Linked DNA regions of Gossypium raimondii: region 1 is linked to region 2. Evidence: chromatin contacts called from public Hi-C data. All regions are on one chromosome and are shown on one strand. The core of a region is the stretch at or near the end of the contact, and the rest is flanking DNA. Distances in the headings are between cores, read along the strand shown.

Region 1 (4,973 bases), core at 2,094-4,593, 130 kb before region 2:
AGCTATGAAATTTTAAAGTAAGGAGATTTATATGGTAATTAGACCATTATTATTAATGTGCAAATATGGGCATTAAATTGATGTTTTAATTAGTTTAAATTAAAGGTTAATTAAGTAATTTAATAAATAAGTATAGTAAAATAACATAAAATGAAAGTATCATCTTCTTAGTTGAATGCTTCCACCAAAATTACAGAGAAAAACCTCCATTGTTGCACCTTGAACATTTGGCTAGCTCCCTCATTGCATGTAAGTGTTATTTTGTCCCGTTTTTAATGATTTTTATGTTTTCGGGGTCGTTGTAGCTTAATCTAGCTAGCCTAGGGACTAGTTTGCAGAACTATTAAATATTTAGGGCTTTTCCATTAACATGTTTATGATTCTTGAAGTTTAATGAAAGAATTATGGGTCCTTATTGTTAAATAAACAAGTTTTGTAAAGGAATTTTTTATGAAATTGTTATTTAGGGACTTATTTATAAAAGTAGTAAAATTTCATGATAAAATTTTGAAATGCTAATTTCTATGGGTTGATATAGGTCCTTAGTGCATTCGGCTAGCATGAAATGTGGATGAAATTGCTTAAATTTTAATTTACGAGTTTAAGGATTAAATTGTAAAGAAGTTAAAATATTAGGGGCAAAAGTGTAATTTTGAAAAAGTATGAATTTTGGACTGAATTGAATAGTATAAGTATTAAATGGACTGAATTTTTTTATTTAGATCAAGATAAACCTTGTATGGATCTAGATCGAGGAAAAGGTAAAGCCTTGGATTAGTTGATCTCGTTTCTACGTCTTTATCATCGAGGTAAGTTTGTATGATTAAATGATGTTTTAATGTTATATTGATCTATATATTCATGTGTTATTTATCATGTAATTAAATGATGGAAATCCAACGATGTTATGACAATTATCGAGCCCCGTTTGAACATTAGGAATACGTAGGATACAAATGACATGTCATTAGGGTTACCATGTTTTGGGTGTTGGTCTTGAATGTCCTACCAATGGCTGAGGTCCTGCATCGTGTAGCTTACATTCCAACCTACAGCTTGTGTGAGTAGACCTATTTCATAGCTCGTGTGAGCAATGATGTAAAGGAAAGGTTATATGTTTAGCACACTTTGTGTGAGCTTCCCGCGTATCCGATGTTATTCTAAATGGTTCAACGAGAATGAAAAGAAAAGGAACGGTAAGTGTTCAAATGATTTATGTCATGAATCTATGAAAAGGATTGAAAAGGAAATGTTCAATGAAAGTATACCTATGTTCATGAAATTGATGATTTCAAATGATGTTGTTCATGTATAATGACTTACCTTATGTTAATTCAGGTGAATTATGAGTTGTTGCTTTAATATGTGTTGTTGATGATGCTTAGGCTTGCGCCAAGCTTATGGTTGAACTGTATCATGTTTAATTTTAAGGTTATGCATTGAAATGGTAAGATATGTTCATGTTTTACGAACTTACTAAGCATTATATGCTTACGTAGTTTTCTTTCCTATGTTTTATAGATAATCGAAAGCTCGATCGGTTTGGAAGCTCGTCGAAGATCAATCACACTATCCAATGATTATATCGGTAGTTTTTGATGTTTTGACCAAGTTTATAATGGCATGTATAGGTGGATTTATGCTTGATGTTAGTTGAATGTTAGTTAATAGTTTGGCATGTATATGTCATTTTGGTTGATGTACTTTTGGTGCTTTTGGTGCTTTTGATGCCTTGATGGTATGTGTTTATATGACTAAGTTTTAATGCATGTTTCAATGGCGAATATGGTATGTAATGGAATAGTTTTAATATAGTCAAGATAGGGTAAGTTTTGAAATGGTATTGGACTTGATGTGTATGTATGAAATGGGGTAATGTTTCCATGTTTAGGTAAGGTTTGTTTAAATGCATTTGAGGTGCCTTGTTGGCATATCGGTTGGATGAATTTATGGTCTATTGAATTGGTTATTTTATACATGTTTTGGTAAGGTTTTGAGGTTGTGCACAAAATGTCTTTAGGTACATGTTTGGGTTGGTGATGGAAATGGCTTGATTTTGGCCAATTTCATGTCCACACTGCCTAAGACACTGACGTGTGACTCAACTGTGTGTGACACATGATCATGCGACACAGCCGTGTGTCTCCTATAGGTTTTAAGGCATACAAGTCAGGCAATTACACGGCCTAGAACATGACCTGGCACACGGGCGTGTGGCTTGACTGTGTGGCCTATCTTTGAAAGTTACACGGGTTGGGACACAACCGTGTGTCCCTATTTTGATTGTTACACGGCCTGACACACGGGCGTGTGTCTCAGCAGTATGAGTCACACGGCCGCGTGACCTCTGCAATTCAAATTTTCTAACTTTTTCATGAACTTTCCTATTGATTTCAATTTAGTCCCTAATTATTTCTAAAGTGTTTTTAGGGCCTCGAAGGCTCGATTAAGGGACAATATGCATGTAGCTGAATGAATTATGCCATGCTTATGTTGAGGTACTAAATGTATGCTTTTAAGTTACGATTTTACGGTAATGCTCCGTAACCCTATTTCGACGACAGATACGGGTTATGGGTGTTACAATATTATATTGCAGGTATAAAAATTTGAATTTGATTTTATGTAATTTCATTCCCTTCTCCTAATTTTTAATAAAAAAAGTGGGAATAGAGTAACATAGTTTAAAATCCGTGTCAAAACACAAATATGTATAACATCTAATGTTGTTAATTAATTTCCGTAGTTACCCATTAATTGAACTTAAATCACGATTGAGTGCAAATCAAGGGAACCAAAAAGCGGGGTTTACTAGGCTTATCGGCAATTTCAAAGAAAGGGCAATATGGTGAACCAAAGTATGAGTGGCAATTTAGAGAATCTAACAAACGCAGGGGCCATTTATATGTAAAGTAATAAATTTATTCTTTTCGGTTCATTAATTTTCCCCCTCAGCTTTTGGCTTTTACGAAAGCATACTTTTCTTTAGTTTCATTAAAAAAATAATAATAACGGTTAAAATATTCTTCCAGTCCCTGTAATTTGATAATATTTTAAATTTATCTTTATATTAAAAATTAATTTTAAAAGTCTTAGCACAACCATTAAAATCATAAGTCAAAATTTGTGCACATGAGATGTTTATTAGGTTACCTTTTGTCATACGGTGTGTTATGCGGTAGACAAAAAAATGTTAAATTAAACATTTTGATAAAAATACTATTAGTTAATGAGTACAATATTATTTTAAATTAAAAAATATGACGTATAATTTTAACTTTTAAATATAATTTTACTAACTTATATAGGGACTGATATTATATTTTGACCAAATAAAAGCAAATTAAAAAGATAGAAACAGAGAAGCAGAGTACATTGTGACTCTGTGTGCATGTGATTCACAGTTCACAACCCTTTGTCTTGTTCTTTTTTCTGATTGTTTCCTGAGAAAATTTAGGAACAAAGATCGCGAAGGAAAATGGGTTTGATTCAGTTCATCAAATCAATCGATTGGGAACAAGAAGCTTACCCTGCTTATGAAGATTTCGTCGTACTTCCTATCTTTGCTCTGTTTTTCCCTTCTGTTCGTTTCTTTCTCGATAGATTCGTCTTTGAGGTACTTGGTTTTCATCTCTTTTATCCATCTTTATGATGTTTTGATTGGTTTTTTTAATTACTTTAAAAAAAGAAGATAAAAGTTTCTTAAATTTTGTTTCTTTTTGGTGTGTTTGATGTTTTTTCTTCTATATTTGCTGAATTGTTTTGATGGGTTGCTTTTGTTGTTCTAGGATGACCACTATAAGATTCATGCCACTTGTTGATGCTTTTTTTTTTGTTTGCAGCATGTGAATGGTATTAACATGTACTTTTATGCTGTACAAGAAGATTGATAGAGTCTTGGTGTAAATAATTCAGTTTGACTTTTGGAATTAGATCCTAGTTTAACCGTCTTTATCTATTTTTGGTTATTGGTATTTAAAATGAATAAAGTACAGAGTAGAAATGTACTTAAAAAAAGGAATTTGAGGGTTATTGCCTAGGTAAAGACTAAATACATTGGTATTGGATGGCTGTATGCTGTCTTTATTTAAGTTTCTCTTTGGGCTACACAATGGGGGATAGCTTTCCCTCTTTTCCCAAAACTCCACTGAAGACTACGACAGATCCCATTTGTGTTCGGATCCATGACTTTCAGATTCTTGCCCTGTGTCGAACCTGTTGGTCTTAATTAGTAGTACCATTGCGTTGTCTTACAAGCTAAAATTATGTTCTTGACAACTACTTATTTATTTCACTGACATTAGCTTGAGATATGGAAGTTTGGACTTACTAAGTGATGGTTGTAGTGTAGTTATGCTGTTCTTTTTTATTGTTGTCAAAATTGTAGTTTTTACTCCCTAAGACTTTCTTTCTGTTAACGATTCGAATCTTCTAAGGCACAAAGTTTTCTTTCTTTTTCTACATGTTTAGCTGGGCTACAACTAGAGAATTCTTATTTGGTGGCTTGTCAATAGGAGCTACTTCTGGCCTTTATTTCTACATAACACTGCTGGTCATGTTAGTCTAATGGATTTAGTCTTTCTGGTGTAGCTTGACTAATATAGAAATGAGTTTGGCTAACTAGATGGTTTTGCTTCTTTATCAGCTATATCTTAGCTTGATTCTTGCTCTGCTTAGTTTACTAAGATGTGTGATGGGTTTATTAGTTCCAGAAGACAGAAGAACTATAAATAAGTGGAAATGAGAATTTTTTGTCATAAGGCTCTTGACACTTGGAGATGAAACTGTTTGACTGCCATTCCCTATGTTGACTAAAATTTAGTTCTTTCTTTGTTTTCTTGTGACTGGCTTTCTGGAGGGCTTAAAGTAATAAATGTCATGCAATTGTTTAGACATACCACTTCTTATTGGTGAAGCTTCAGCTGAGGATTTTTTTACCATTTTCAGCTGAGTAGTTATGAATTGGTTACAAA
Region 2 (5,694 bases), core at 1,040-3,539:
AATTGGCATTTTAAGTTCCTCAGTTAATGATGTGGGAAATTTGATGCTTTATATTTCATTTAAAACTTTAGGCATAATTTTTTCTTCATAATAATGTGGTAATATGTTATCTTTAAGCTAAAACTAGACCATCTGTTTGTAGACTGTTTAAGGCCGGTATTGATCATTGTGATTTGACATTCTTAAATAGGTGCAAGGAAGGGACCGGTCAGTTGTAAAATGTGTTGCAGAGAAGCTTGGTTTGGAAGGTTCATATATTTCACGTACCTATATTGAACAAATTCAATTGGAAAAGCTTGTAAATGAGGTTATGGTATGAAAACTCTCTATCTGGTAATGTCTTTTTCAATTTTAGTAGGCTAGTTGCTCTTATCTAATTATTGGACAGGCCCTGCCAGAGGATTTGAAGACAAAGCTCAGCCTAGATGAGGATCTGGTGTCAAGCCCCAAAGATGCACTCTTGCGGGCCTCTGTGGATAGGGTTGCCTTGAGAAATAGGCATCTCAAAAGGTACAAACATGTGATACATATCTTTCTGCTGCATAAGAATGCTGTTAAATGGCCTATATGAGTGGATTTAATTAAATAGAGTTGATGTTTGCTAATAAAAACAGTGGCATTTCACATTCATATTCTACTCAAAGGGAGAAGAATATGTCGAACTTTGCTGGATATAATGTGAACAACCGGCGGTTTGGTGAGAGAAATTCAGAGTCGGCTCTAGCAAATGAGGTTTGTATGTAGCTCTTTTAGCTTTGTACATGATCTTAAACTAATTTCTTGGTGAAATGCTTTGGCAACTAAAGTCTCCTGTATTATTCTTCTTCCCTATTTAGGGAGTCATAACTCAGCTTTCAGAACAGATATCCTCTCTGAATGATAGAATGGATGAGTTTACGACCCGTATTGAAGAGTTGAATTCCAAGTTAACCATCAAGAGATATACTTCTAGCCAACAAAACTTGGCTTTCCAAGCTGAATCATGCAATGGCTCTGCTCCAACTTCTCACTTCATCAATGGTTTAGGAAATGGTTCCATAATGCCCAATTCCTCATCATCCTCCCAGCTGGCTAAGGATTCACCTATAATGGAAGAGGTACTGTAACTGGTCTATTTATGCCCTTTTATTTTCAAGGGGTCACAGGTTCCTGAATTATACTCGTTATGAGGTACTGTCCAGTTTGAGAGTTTGGGGACCATCTTTGTGATTTTATCTTTGAAGCAAAGTCATCTAATAGGGGATAGGATGACTTGCTTATAGAGGCCACAATACAATTATTTGCTATAAGATGTAAGATCGTTTTTTTTCCCCTCATCATACGTAAACTGGCTAGGTGTTCATAGTTCTGATGCAAGTAGCCTTATTCCTGCTGTGAAGTATATTTATTGATTTGAACTTACAGTTCTTTGTGTAAAATTTTTGAGCTGTTTATGAAGCAGATATCCAGTGTGGCACGCGGACAACGGCAAATCATGCATCAGTTAGACAACCTTAGTAATCTCCTGCGTGAGGGAATTGGAGAAAGGTCACAAGCAGCTAGTACAAGAAAGAAAAACATGATGGCTGGTGGTGAAGATTCTATAAAAGTTCCTGTAATATTAACATTGGCAATTGGCGGTCTGGGAATCTTCTTATATAGGGGCATTTTAACCCGACACTGATTCAGACCTCTGGAGTATTTTTGCACAAATTTAAGATTTTCTTTTGTCCCACCAAGTGTTCTCTTTTTACAGGGCACTAATCTTCTGCCTCGAGAAAGACAAGTTGAGACTGATATTTGAAAGAGTTAAGGGGCCCAAACAAAACAAAAGCAAATGCTTTTTAAGGTTTGCCTTTTGAGGGTTTTTTTCGGCAAAGGGGTGCTCATCTATGGCAATTTTTCATTTTTCCTTTTTCACTTTGTGGGAACTTCTCTTCCTCTCGTTTACTCCTTTGAGACATTCATTCTCTGGTTAAATTTAATAGCAGCAGCTAATAGTTCCACACTTCATTACTGACTTATAATTGTTTAATCTTTTATGAAACTGTTTTTACTCTTTTTTAAAGCTGAATTATCATTGATAATTACGAGTTGACAGCAAGAGCAACCTTGGTGAAGACCGAACTACATTCAGCAAAAGTCTCTCAATGGCCCAAGAGAGAACACCTCATAGTAGGGGACGATGCGTATGAATCCCTTTGCCAAAAACCCATTATCCAAAGGTCTGGTTTCTTTAAAGCCCGTTTTGGGCCGTTCGAAGTTGATCGAAATGATAGATCCTTGGTCAAAGTTCCCATGTGAAAATCATCCGGTACAGCTCTGAATATTCAATACTCATTAAATATAGTTAAACCACTACTAGAGGTGTGCATGGGCTGGGTTGGCCTGAAAAATGGGCTTAAAATTTTGTCCAAATCTGACCTGGATAAAAATATTAAAACTTAGGCTTGACCCGGCTCGTTCATATTAATTTTTATATAATTTAAAAATATATATAATACATCGGAATACTAAAAATATCAAAATAAATATTTTTCAACAAATTGAAAATAAATTTTAAAAAATATCTTTACTTAAATAACACTAAGATAGATATAACTTAACAAGCAAATGCCTCTAAAATAATAACAAAATTAATAAATGTCTTTAAAATAATAAAAAAATTAACAATAAAATAAGTTTTATACAATATTCAAACAATAACAACAAAATAGTAATAACATAATGATAAAACGGTAGCAAAATAAGGAGAAAATAATAAGAAAATAATATTAAAAAAATAGATTTTTTTGTCTTTTAGTAAATTCGGACGGGCCCTGGTAAAAAATGCTTTACCCAAGTCTTAGCTAGTTTTTTAAACGGGTCTTTTTTTTTTTTGTCTAAACTTATTTTTTGAGCCTATATTTTTACCTAAACCCTCTTGCATTTCGGGCGGGTCTTCGGGCCGAGTTGGGTGGCTCGACTCATGAACAGGTCTAACCATAACCCTGAACCTCATTAAGACATGGGAGGCTGTAGGTGAAGGCTTCCCCAAAGTCAAATTGACTAGTACATGTTTCATCCTCCTGGAACCCTTTTAGATATTACTCTTAGCTCGAAGCATTGGGTCATATTCCTCACAACTTGAAAAAACATATTCCTTTTTACCATATCTCAAACCACAGTGGTAAAAGAATTTGGGAAGCCTTTCACAACGATATCTCTTTTCTTCTATCCAAAGCATTTTTGGCGTTTTTGAATCACAACCCTACCTTCAAACCTTTATAAATCAACACCTTGACTTTGGGACTAAGAATTCCATTCCGAAGTCAAGTTCCCAGTGTATTATGTTATGGTATATTTGATTGCCGACTCGAAACTCGGGTTGTCAACCTGCGACTTGAGTTTAGACCCCACCAAGTGGATACGTTAACGGGTTTACGAGATGAGCTTGCGAGCCCAGTTTGCATGTCTCTATGTGTTCTCAAGCACAGGGTACAAAGCTAAATGAGTGAATTGGTGAACACCTAGACCAACGAACATGTGTTAAGTTTAGGAGAGCATACGTGTCGACATGTATGGAGTCTACCTAGAATGTCAATTCCATGAACAGTAACCATGCCATATAAATACCCGATTCTCCCTATTAAGAGGACACAATAAAAACACTCAATAATTTGGTGCAGTGAGCTTGGACAAATTTCCAACTAATAGATTTTCTTTTAGTTTGAAAAATCAGTATGGCTCACCCTAATGAGAATTCCCCCGTTAACTTTTTATTTAGATAGGCTGGAGTTTCGGGTTCAAGTGGTCAACCCATCGAGATAGATTTATTTGCTGGTTTGTTGACTAACCGAAAAACTTGGGTAACATGACCCACACGAGAGCTTCATACACACTTGACTTAAATTTTCCTTTTGGCTAGGGGTTACCATTTTTCTCTAGTCAAGAAGCGTCGCAGCAACAGTTCTTGGCTTTTCAAGAACAGATGAGGTTGATGAAGGATCAGATGGCCTGCAGAATGTGAGATTTGAGTAACAACAAGCTTTTCAATAGGGACTCTCGAAGCAAAATGAAGAGTTTAGGAGAAAGGTATAATCTGAAAACTCTAATTTTCATGATAATGTGGCCATACAGGAGGAAGGACCAACCATGGATGCATTGCGACAAGATGTGAGGGCTTTGCATCTTGAGTCTCAAGACATGAATTGACTTTTTTGTTCCAATAATCGTTTGGCTCCAGAGGTAGCAACAGTTGATTTACCAGCTGATTTCAAGGTCCCGAAGGACATGTTTGAGGGAAGGATGGACCCCCGAGCTCATTTTATGTAGTATAATGACTACATGAATGTGTTGGGGGCCTTGGATCCCGCAAAATGCAAGGCTTTCTCTAAGAAACTTAAGGGAAGTGCGAAGGATTGATACTTGTCTTTCTCTGAAGGATTTATTAGAAGTTTTTCTCAGCTAGGTCAGATGTTTTCGGATGGTTCAAAGCATATAGAACAATCATGAGTGCTTTTATTGGTTTAATATTTGTGAAACAGAGGGAGGGAGAGTCCTTGTAGGACTATATAAAACGTTTCTACGTGGAACACTGAACACAAAGAACCTTGAAGATTAGTGGGCTATTGATGCTTTTATTATAGGAGTATAGAACGTGCATGTACAATATTCCTTCACTAACAATAGGCCCTAAATTTCGGTGGATCTGTATAAGATGGCAAGTTCGTAGAGGCAGAAGAGATAAAGAGAGCAATACGTAGCACAATCCAGATAGAAGATAGGAAGTTCAAAAGTAGAGATGGGGCTCGCAACAGACAAGGTCTACCTTATTAGTTTTTGTGCATATAGACTGGGAGGCAGCAAAGAGCACAATCACAGAATGTGCCACCTAGGGCATCTTAAGGAGTTCAACCAGAGCGCATAAGAAGGTACATACCCTAGGGAAGGTTTGAAGTTTATACCCCCTGAATGCTACTCGTGCCTATATTCTGAATCAGGTGAGGAGTTTGGGTATTTTCCTTGCCTCTTTCCCTATGAGGCAAAGCGCAAGACAGTCAGAGTCAAGAGACAGATGTGCTTTCCATAATGATGAGGGATACAAGATTGAAGACTATTTTTCTTTGAAGGACGCTATTGAAGAAGCAGTGAGAAATGGTGAACTCGCAGAATTTGTGGCTCAAGGCATTACCCAGCAAGGCCAAAGTTCGCACACTGCTGCCAAGTGCAAGCAGAAGGTGAGGGGTACGATACATGTAATATGGGTACGGATGAGGATTGAGTGACCTTTAGCGCCAAGAGAAAGGCTCACATGAGGAGTGCGATGTCATTTAATGCACCCAAAAGATAGTATCAACAAGCGAAATGGAGTGTTGAATTTAGTAACGAGGATGAAGAGTTGGTATGTGATGAGGAAGGGAATGATCCCATGGTTGTTTTTGCAATGATTGCAGGTTTTGAGGTAAAAAGAATACTTGTCGATAATAGAAGTGTGGTCAAGGTATTAACATGGGAAGTGTACCAAAAGATGGGGTTAAAGGAGCAAGCATTGAAGAGGGCAAACTTTTTGTATGGTTTTACGAACCACCCTATCGAGGTGAAGTGTTGCATTGCTTTGCCAGTTACCTTAGGAGATGGTGAGCATACTATGACGGAATATGTCCAACTTTTTGTAGTTGATCACCTATGGCTTACAATACTGTATTTGAGTGACCGATTATTAGAATGGCAAAG

What was found. A called contact is a pair of places that touch in the nucleus more often than the background predicts.
Region 1: a Hi-C map of leaf shows a contact between it and region 2, with 2.5 times the contacts expected there. The contact joins the promoter of LOC105783505 here to the enhancer-like site in region 2. A contact is called at or near these places in 2 of 2 Hi-C or Micro-C datasets (both in leaf).

Annotation. Positions count from the first base shown.
Region 1 is chr13:19,069,983-19,074,955 of ASM2569854v1, reverse strand. LOC105783505 (ceramide synthase 1 LOH3) reads left to right here and starts at 3,343. Exons shown (of 7, transcript XM_012609007.2): 1 at 3,343-3,616. The coding sequence starts at 3,479.
Region 2 is chr13:18,942,051-18,947,744 of ASM2569854v1, reverse strand. LOC105783717 (inorganic pyrophosphatase TTM2) reads left to right here. Exons shown (of 13, transcript XM_052626848.1): 9 at 191-313; 10 at 389-510; 11 at 615-732; 12 at 837-1,097; 13 at 1,442-1,992. The coding sequence ends at 1,663. Among protein-coding and RNA genes, the nearest start is that of LOC105783717, 7.5 kb to the left of the region's middle. Within about 2 kb of position 2,289, the one cell type or tissue checked has open chromatin away from gene starts, as enhancers often do. A contact at or near this core is called in leaf, where this site is marked.